3 separate regions of the Pan troglodytes genome follow, and all the other regions are linked to region 2. A link is a contact called in public Hi-C data. All regions are on one chromosome and are shown on one strand. Each heading gives the region's core, a stretch centred on a gene start, on an enhancer-like site or on the middle of the called end of the contact. The rest is flanking DNA. Distances are from core to core; before and after follow the strand shown. Region 1 has its middle 69 kb from the start of TRIM2. Region 2 holds the start of FHDC1 (FH2 domain containing 1). Region 3 has its middle 26 kb from the start of TRIM2.

Region 1 (3,208 bases), core at 2-2,501, 150 kb after region 2:
CACCCCGGCCCCCTCCCACACCAGGTTACTCTTGATCTGTGAGGTGAACAGCTCTTCTGAGCTGGGTTCCTGTTTCATCTTCTTCCTGTTAATTAGTGTGAACTGCCTGTTTCTGAGAAGTGCCCGACTATTTATTTCAGACCAGGCAAGTCTAAACACAGCTCTACCAACCACAGCAGGAGACAGAAGTGGTAAAGTTTCTTCGCTCATGCAGACGAGAGCCATGGGCACGGGGCCGGCACCAGGAAGAAGCGCGTTCATTCACTGAGTGTGAAGCTCAGGGTCTTAGGGCTCCTCTCTGTAGGGCCAGCCTTACCAGTAGGCAAAGCTGTAGCTCTCCACAGTTGAGGGGCTTCAAGCAGGGTCTACTCCCCAGAGTCATGTGTCACAACTTGTCACCCCCTCCCCAGATGACATGATTGGAAACTCTATCCTTTGGCTCATACAGGTTTTACAGAGCCCCTCCCTGGTAATGTGGAAATCCTCTGAGAGAGCATTTCATCCTAGCAAGCAAGACTTTCCAGAATTGAGACACACCCCCACACCTCGGTCAGGATGGGTCAATAGCGGGGCTGGGGAGAGAAGGGGGTGAAGGGGATGGATACGGGCGGCTGGAGTGGGGAGAAGGGACTTCAGGGCAGAACTTCACTCACTTGGGAATTTTGCTCAGTGATGGCCTTGCTCTGTGGCTGCTGATTGAAAAATGTCAAGTTGGGGTCACTTTAGTCATTGCCATCTGTCAGGGAGGACAAAGGCCAGTCTGTGGTCAGGGAGCCCAACGGGAGAGGTTGCACTTGGGGAAGGGTAAGTCTGTAATGCACTTGTCTTGTAAAAATGCTCTTTAGTCAATTAAGAAGGTTTTAAATGAGAAGAGTAACCGGACAGGCAGGATCTTTATATTTTTTCTATGTACTGCAGAATATTCATGAGGAAAAAAAGTAGGATTTCTTGGGCATCTTTTCCTTTCAAGAACCTTCTAAAATGTTACAGCCCAAATGGCTCTTTCTTTTTCTCAAGCTGTGAAGACCTCAGGGGGTGCTCCCTCTCTGGGCTTCGTGGTGAGGATGTTGTTATAAAACTTGGGGCTGAGGACTTTACACTGGGACAAACCTTTAAAAGAAGCCTGCTGTGCTGTGGAAGTGTGGGTATTCTCCAGCTTTCCCAGGTCACGCCGACTGCTTCCCCGCAGCCTACAGATCAGAAGGCAGGGCTCCTTTGTGCGAGGAATTTGCATCTGAGGCAAAGATTTATAGTAAACGGCCACCAGATGGTGCCTTAGTCCTCCTCAAGCTAATATTCTGGCTTGCTTTGTTCTCTTTGCTGATGAAAGCTGACATTTCACGGGAAGAACAGTCAATCCCTGGGAAGATGCTGGGACCAAAGGAGCCACAAGTATTATTTTATTTGTTCAGCCTGACAAGACTCCAAGCTCATAAATGTGGGGGAGCCACAGTCATTGACCTAGAGCTAATATAAGTGCTTATTTCTTCACACAGTGGGATGCAACAATTAAGGTCGTATCAGCTCCCAACATGCATGCGGACCTGACTCAGTGCTAATTGCTCCCAACAAGCATGCTGATGCTGGATTCATAGCTGACTTCTAGCTCTCAGAGGGTTTGGGTGACCTTGCTTTAGGGGGAGATAAATGCTTCATTCTTTACGCTGGCTTTCTAAATAAATCACTTCAGTTTAATTTTTTTTAAATTATCTTTTGGAGACCAATACTGGGTTTTTTTTCTCTTTCACTAAGAAAACAGGAATTTAATTTGGAAAACTCAGTTTTAAATGAACATAGTGACCTTTATAATTTTCTTTTCCTTAGCAAACATCTTTTACTGCTTTTCCAAAAGACTGAACTTAGCCAGAATTACGACAGGTAAAACTTCTCACTTCATGAGTTTAATGAAATGACTCGATCTCCCCACAGACGTTTCCAAAATCTGGAGAGCGGCTGTGAGTTTGCAGTGCAGTATGGGGAGAGGTAAGAACAATGCCTTTGGAATTTGGAATCCTTGTACCCCGGTGAAATAGTCCTGCTCACCTCCCTGCATTTCACTTTCTCTCCATGGCAACGTTTGATGTGGGGCAGTCACCCAGTTTTATTATTTAGTCTGCATGCACATACACACTCACACACTCACCCTTAGGCAGAGGACTAGGATAGAAGAATCCATCGCCACTTTTACCCTTCATTTCCCAAGTCCTGAGGCATCACTGTCTCATTTCCACCCTCAGGGTTTAATCTCAGAGTGTGGGAACGAGGCAGGCCTCTGCTGGGGTGGCCAGGATGTCCCTGACGCCACCAGCAGGGAAGAGTCAACACACTGAGGACAGCCCCTGCTCCTTCTCATTTGGCTGAGGTTGTCAGAGCATGCATGTGGCAACACCATCCATGGTTCCGTGACGTCTCCCTGAAGATGCCATCTGTGGGCTCAAAAGCTGGATCTATGGGAAGCCAGCCCCGGGCTGTGCATCTGTCACAAACCGTGTCTTCATCTTCCCAGGCCAAGTTCAGTTCATTCTTATTTTCACACATCCAATTGGGCGCTACCAGTTAGAGGCCTCACTGGGGCTTCAGGGAGTGGGTTCGTGTTGCTATTGGCAGCAGTTCAGTCCTTCGCTGATCAACAACATCCACCTTGGGATGCCATGCACCTACTTCTTTACCTGTAGTTACTTTGAATGTTGGTTCCAACACACCATTTGCAGGAATAGAGCCGCCAGGAACTGGTGGTGTGAGATCCCAGGGTCTCCTGTGTTACTTGTCAACTAAGCAGTAGCAGCTGCAGCTGATGGAAATACATGCCCAAAGGCATTCGACCAACTGGTTAAACTCTTGACTCTGCCACCTTAGAAGTTTTGTGGCTCGACACCAATTACTACTGGGAACAAGTTTCCACTCCATTCCCACGCCACAGTCAGACAGGGTTGAGGGGGATAATAGGTCCTCGCCCTGCAGCCCAAGCAACCCGTTTGCACGGCTGGCTGCCCGCCACCTGGTGGTAGATGGAGGTAGAGCAGCCTCTTGAGGAGAACTGCCCGGGTTTGGAGCAAGAGGGACTTTCTAAGTGATTCAATCTTGTGCTGTCATTTTCACTGGAGGAAATTCAGGCTTAGAGATGATGGCAGGCTTGTCTGAGCTCTCACAGTGGTAGAGTACGGTGGTTAAGAGCAAGCATTCTGGCGTCTTAGTGTCTGAATCCTGG
Region 2 (2,927 bases), core at 85-2,584:
CCTTTGGGATTGATATTAGCTCCCTGAGCATGACATTGTCTTTCTCTTTATTACATTTTCTTACTCCTTAAGATTTTAAGATTTTCTTAATTGGATCCATTTCTCTTCATGCTCCATCAATGGCCAAGAAATGGGCTATTGGCAGGCACAGTTTTGGTTTTGGGGTTGATTGGTTTGTTTACACTAATAGTTTCTCTTTCTCGATCCAAGGCTCGACCAAGGAGGTCAGGAATTCTGTCCTGGGAGTTCAGGGACTGAGGACCAGGATGGAGGAAGCAAAAGGCGTCAGGCATTAGGCTGGAAACGTCTTGGTCGGTTATCTAGGATCAAAGAGTCAAAGGTAGCGATGACTTCATCCCCGTAGAGGGCGCCTCCCTACCCCGACAGTGGATTTTCGGTCAGCCGGTTTGCCCGGGATGTTTTCTTTGACTACTTGCTTCTCACTGGCGCCCCAAGTCACTTTGAAGAAAAAAAATGTGATTAAATCGATTCCCCTGTTTCTTTCTGTGAGGAGTGTGCCTTTCCCAGACAGCGTGCGTTCATTCGATAAGGCCTGGCAAAATTTTTGAGGGGTCTTTTTACGCTTTAATACAACCTAAAGGTTTCTGTTACCATCATCATTGAGAATTAAAAACAAAAACAAAATAAAAAACGGTAACAAATTTACAGGTTGGCAGGCCCCAGGGACGAGCTGACCTTTGCGAAGCTCTAGCGCAGCCAGGTTTCAGCTGTAGGGGTTGGGACAGGACAGTTCGCCCAAGTGCTGCTAGCTCTCCAGGGAGAAGCAAGTGTTGGGGCAGAGGGTGGTCTGGCGCGTGCGTCGGGGGGCGTGTGCGGGTGTGTGTGTGTGTGCGCGCGCGTGTATATAAGAGTGTGTGCGCGCCCGTGTGCACAAGAGACGGTGCCTGGGAGGCTGCCGCAAAGACTCCTTTGTGAAAGGCACTTGCAGGTTCAGAAGCCAGCTTGGCGCCTCCTCTCGCCCGTTCCCCGAGGACACCTGGCTCTTCTGGGCAGCCCAGCTATCTCCCTCTCCTGCCGCCCCTACTTCTCTCGGTGGCCCCCGGCCTAGCCCCGCACCAGCCTTCGGGTGCGGGAAGCAGTGTGCCCCGAGGCGTCTCCCCCGGGGCCCCGCGCAGGTGAAGGTGAGCGCGTGGCGGTGACGGTGGCGCGCGGAGGGTGGAAAGGGAGGTGAGGGAGGGGCGGAGCAGGAAAGGGCGCGCTGCCCTTCGCGGCCGGCCAGGAGCAGCGGGGCCGCAGCTTTGTTACCTGAGGCTGCCGCTGCGCCGCGCCCCGCCCCGCCCTGCCCCCTCGCGCTCCGGGGTGGCTGGGCCTGCAGTGACCGGGAGGAGGCGGCTGCGCCGACACAGCGGCGGGAGGCTGCAGCGGTCTGCGCGCCGGGAGCGGGGGGGACGCTGGCCGCGGGTGAGTGCGGGTCGGGCGGCCGAGGCGGGGGCGACCGCGGCGCGGGACACGGGGAGCTGGAGCCCCGCCACTCGGGAGGGTCAGGGTTGGGGTGTTGTCCGGGACCCGAGGCTGAGGCGCCGAGAAGCGCGGCTGATGGGTGCCGGGTCTCGGCTTCCTCCGAGCCTCACCGGGAAAGCTGGAGAGGAGGTTCCAGCTCCCTCCACATCCACCCCGGTGACTTTGGCGGCCGCCCTTACCCGGCCACGGAGAACAGCGATCGGTCCCTGGAGGCGAGGACCCGCCGGTGTGGACCCGCGTCTGGAGAACGAGCTGCATCGCCAGGCTGCTGCGGGTCGCACCTGGGCGGTTGACTATTAGTCGTGGCTAAGACTTTCAGATCAACCGCCCCCTAGTTTATCCCGACCCTTGGGAGACAGCGGCGTCCCGCACGGAATGCGCAGCCGCGGCGCCGCGCTCGGTTCCCTAGCCAGCCAGGGGCCACGCCTGGCCCCTGACACAGTGGTGGGGCGGTGGCGGGGACCTAGTGCGGTGGTGCGGACCAAGGACCAGGCGCTTCTCGCCCCGACAAACTTGCTCCGGCCGCGCGAAGTTCGGGTTGCAAGTTGCGCCCCGCGCCTGCAGGAGTGTGGGGAGGGGGAGGAAGCGGGTGGGCTGGGGATCAGCCTCCAAACAAGGGGTGTCCCCAGCTCTTGGAGAGCGGGTTCTGACCGGTTTCAAACGCCAGGAGTCTCCCCTCTGTTTTTCTCAGCGGCTCGATCCGGCTCCCTTTTGGCAGAGCCGCAGTGCGGCCGTGAGGCTTTTCCCCCGCGCCTGCGACCTGGATGGGGGACGTGGGAACATGTCGCGGCGGAGGCTCCGGGTGGGTTGGGAGCGCGCGGCCGCCGCAGACCGGTGTCTGCGAGCCGGAAGACCCCCCCTTTCGTTTCAATCACACGGACACCTCCCCTAGTTAGCCGTCTCCCACCCAACTTCTGGGTGCAGCGTGCTAAACCCCCGCAGAGGGGCTGGCGCCCCGGGGGGCGTGGCGTGGGGGGCGTGGGCTTTCCAGCCTGGGCCCCTCGGGGAGAGGGGGCAGGGCCAAGACCCCCGCCCAACTGGAGGGGCCGGGAATGGGCGAGCGGGTGCGGCGGCCGACCCAGCAGCTGCAGCCGCCGGACGGGAGAGCAGTCGGCGCTGCAGAAGGCCGAGGGTCGTGCAACGCCGGCGCTGGGCGCCCGCCCCGCAGTCCCCGCCCCGCAGGCCGCGGCTTCTCTTCCCGCCGCAGAGCTGGCGCGGCGCGTGTGGGCGTCGATCTCAGCGCGCACCGGCGCCCCACCCTCGCGCCGCGACGCCCTTCTGCCCGGCGCTGATAAGGACGCGGCTGGGGCTCCGCGCGGCCCGCGGGCCGCCCACTCGCGTTCAGTTTGCTGACCCCAGCGCGGCTCCCCGGGGATTTGCGGCCCAGCCGGTGGCGGCTGAGCCGGTGGCTTGTTGGTGAGTGGCTCGGGCGGGGACCGGGGTGC
Region 3 (3,099 bases), core at 352-2,851, 190 kb after region 2:
GGGAGGCCGAGGTGGGAAGTTCACTGGAGCCCAGGAGTTTTATACCAGTCTGAGCAACATGGCAAAACCCCCATATCTACAAAAAATTTAAAAATTAGCTGGGCATGGTGTCTCACATTTGTAGTCCCAGCTATTTGGGAGGCTGAAGTAGGAGGATCACTTGAGCCCAGAAATTCGAAGCTGCAGCAAACCATGATCATGCATCACTGCACTCCAGCCTGGGTGACAGAGCTAGACCCTGTCTCAACAAAAAGGCTGGGGAGACTCATTTAATTCAATACCTTAAGGTCCCCTAGGCCAGTAGATATCTGTATAGATAGAACTCCAAGGAGCTCAAAGCTTTTAACCTAATTGCTTCTAAATATACCTTTTGGAAAGGCATGCTGAAGTTAAATGTAATACTTTCAAACAGACCCTAAGAAAAAGCTGTAGCTGAATACTTCTCAAACGCAAATCTGATGGCTGTTTCCTGTTCTGGGTCTTCGCCCCAAATTCGCTAATGCCTCACTATAACTCATGCAGAGGAGCTTATTTTCCTAAGACTTCTTGCCTGTTGCTCTTCAGCACCGTTCACTCTCCTTTAGTCTGTTGGGGGACAGTTAACCCACCTTTCTGGGGCAGCCAGATCTACCTCTTTACAGGTTAAAAGCCCTGTTGTTTGCTGTAGAAAAGAAAATGCACAGGAGACCTCAGAAACTCATGTCAATATTAGGAGCTTGAAGACCCGTAAGTAAACAAGGGGGCTGGGTTTTCCTTTTGTGTGTTTGCTTTGAGTTGCCTGCTCTGAGATATTGCTATCTTTGCCTTTGCTGAGGAATATTTACTGCTTTCTTAAAAGCTGACCATGAAAGTGGCTATAACTAAGTTTTAAAAAGCTTTATCAGGCCGGGCGCCATGGCTCACGCCTGTAATCCCAGCACTTTGGGAGGCTGAGGTGGGCAGATCACTTGAGGTCAGGAGTTCGAGACCATCCTGGCCAACATGGAGCAACCCCATCTCTAGTAAAAATACGAAAACTTAGCTGGGCGTGGTGGTGCGCGCTTGTAATCTCAGCTACTCGCGAGGCTGAGGCAGGAGAATCGCCTGAACCCGGGAGACGGAGGTTGCAGTGAGCCGAGATTGCGCCACTGTACTCCAGCCTGGGCTCTGTCTCAGAAAAAAAAAAAGCATTATCATTTGAGTGGAGCTATTCATGTGGATGAGATGCGTTTTTCACTGGTAATGAGAGCAAACAAAGTGAGGGGTGAGAATACGAGGCATTATTTGGGGGAATGCAGTGTCCCACCACGATCTTACAAAATGGAGCATCTATACTTTTGTCTCTACTATGTACTGGTTTTGGATTCAGCGATGCCCACCTGCATCTCGTAACGGGAAAACACAACTCAGGCAGAATTGACTGTTGAATAAATAGGCATTACCCGGATGGAATTACACCAAGCAAACGATATCTGTTTTAAAAACAGCTGCTTTCCAGTTTGTTTTTTACAATGTAATATTCAGCCTGCCTGTGACCAGCTGTGGCTGAGTTGTAGGGTGTTCGTGGAGATTATGGGAGGCAGCGTTAAATGTTGCGTTTCTTTTGCTTTTTAAAATCCACCCTTTTGTTCTGTCCTCAGAGAGGAATGTGCATCTTTTGTTCTTAGCTACTCAGCTTCGGCCGGGTCTGGCGGCGCCTTTGAGTAACATGGGCAACGCGCGCCCTCTTCTGGACAATCCACTAATTGCAAATTCTGTAAAGCATTGGTCTGGTTATCAAGCGGGCCCTGAATTTGAATGTTCTTGGTAGAGAACACAAAAGAAATTATGACATGTTCCCTGCATTCAAAGGGCCTGCTTTTATGTTAGAAGATTAAACAGCTTGCTTTGGGATTTTCAGTGTGATTTGGAGAGACCAGAGAATCTATTCTTTTAATCGTGTTTCTTAAAAAGGTATGACTTTCTTTTATAGCCAAAATTTCATTTTAAAAATTAACGATTTATTTTCTTTCTCTATTTGAATTATTTTTGAATTTATATGATTTAAACGGCTTCCTGGCCTGGCGCAATGGCTCTCACCTGTAATCCAAGCACTTTGGGAGGCTGAGGCAGAAGGATCGCTTGAGCCCAAGAGTTCCAGACCAGCCTGGGTAACATAGAGAGACCCTGTCTGTACAAAAAATACAAAAATTAGCCAGGCATGGTAGCCATTTCTCTAGTCCCAGCTACTCAGGAGGCTGAAGTGGGAGAGTCCCTTGAGCCTGGGAGTTTCAGGCTGCAGGGCACTGTGATCGCGCCCCTGCACCCCAGCTTGGACAACAGAGCAAGACCCTATCCCTAAAAAACAAACAAACAAAGCCTTCCTTTTAAAAGAGTAGAAACAAGATAAATAGCAAAGGTGTGTAGGACATTTGTTTTCAGTAAAGATAACTGGATCTTTAAAATCACTACATGAAGATCAATTATTCCATGTAAATCCCAAATAAAATCAATAATTTATCACAAAGTGCTTAGAGCAATATTCTCTACTCACCTAAAGTCCTGTTTATCAAAAGTGAAACATTTATTTCAGTCTCTCCAGACTGAAGATTACAGAGCATAATACTCTGTATTTACTTTTTTTTTTCACTCAGCCGAGAAGAGGGGAATAGAATCCCCATGGCCTTGCCATTCCCTTAACCTCACTTGTGGGACTGTTCAGTTTGTGGATCATCAGCAAATTTCAGGTCTATCACTCAGTAACATAAGACCTTGGGAAGATTACTTAAAGTTTGTAAATCTCAGTCTCACTATATGAAAAAGGGGGATAATAGTGGGGGGAATTAAATGAGCTAACCTGTGGTAGGTGCTGGGCACAGTGCCTTGCATTTAATAAATGTTCAATAAATGTTAGCCACCACCATCACCACCACCACTACCACCATCACCACAACTGCCACCATTACCCCCACCACCACTACTGTCACCACTGCCATCACCACCATCAGCATCACCACCACCATTACCACCACCACCAACATACCACTACCTCCACCATAACCACTACCACCACCACCATCACCACCACCATACCACTACCACCATCACCACAACCACCATCACCACCACCACCACCACCAT

What was found. A called contact is a pair of places that touch in the nucleus more often than the background predicts.
Region 1: a Hi-C map of stem cell-derived neural progenitor cells shows a contact between it and region 2, with 1.7 times the contacts expected there. The contact joins the enhancer-like site here to the promoter of FHDC1 in region 2. A contact is called at or near these places in 2 of 7 Hi-C or Micro-C datasets (blood and stem cell-derived neural progenitor cells) and 1 of 1 datasets of contacts at active chromatin or transcription factors (stem cell-derived excitatory neurons).
Region 3: a contact with region 2 is called in a Hi-C map of stem cell-derived neural progenitor cells, with 2.6 times the contacts expected there. The contact joins the enhancer-like site here to the promoter of FHDC1 in region 2. A contact is called at or near these places in 2 of 7 Hi-C or Micro-C datasets (induced pluripotent stem cells and stem cell-derived neural progenitor cells) and 1 of 1 datasets of contacts at active chromatin or transcription factors (stem cell-derived excitatory neurons).

The regions. Positions count from the first base shown.
Region 1 is chr3:154,861,765-154,864,972 of NHGRI_mPanTro3-v2.0_pri, forward strand. No RefSeq gene overlaps it. Among named protein-coding and RNA genes, the nearest start is that of TRIM2, 69 kb to the right of the region's middle. Within about 2 kb of position 1,252, at least 11 of the 24 cell types and tissues checked have an H3K27ac peak or open chromatin away from gene starts, as enhancers often do. A contact at or near this core is called in stem cell-derived neural progenitor cells, where this site is marked.
Region 2 is chr3:154,714,496-154,717,422 of NHGRI_mPanTro3-v2.0_pri, forward strand. FHDC1 (FH2 domain containing 1) reads left to right here and starts at 1,335. Exons shown (of 12, transcript XM_016952389.4): 1 at 1,335-1,422.
Region 3 is chr3:154,905,635-154,908,733 of NHGRI_mPanTro3-v2.0_pri, forward strand. No RefSeq gene overlaps it. Among named protein-coding and RNA genes, the nearest start is that of TRIM2, 26 kb to the right of the region's middle. Within about 2 kb of position 1,602, at least 9 of the 24 cell types and tissues checked have an H3K27ac peak or open chromatin away from gene starts, as enhancers often do. A contact at or near this core is called in stem cell-derived neural progenitor cells, where this site is marked.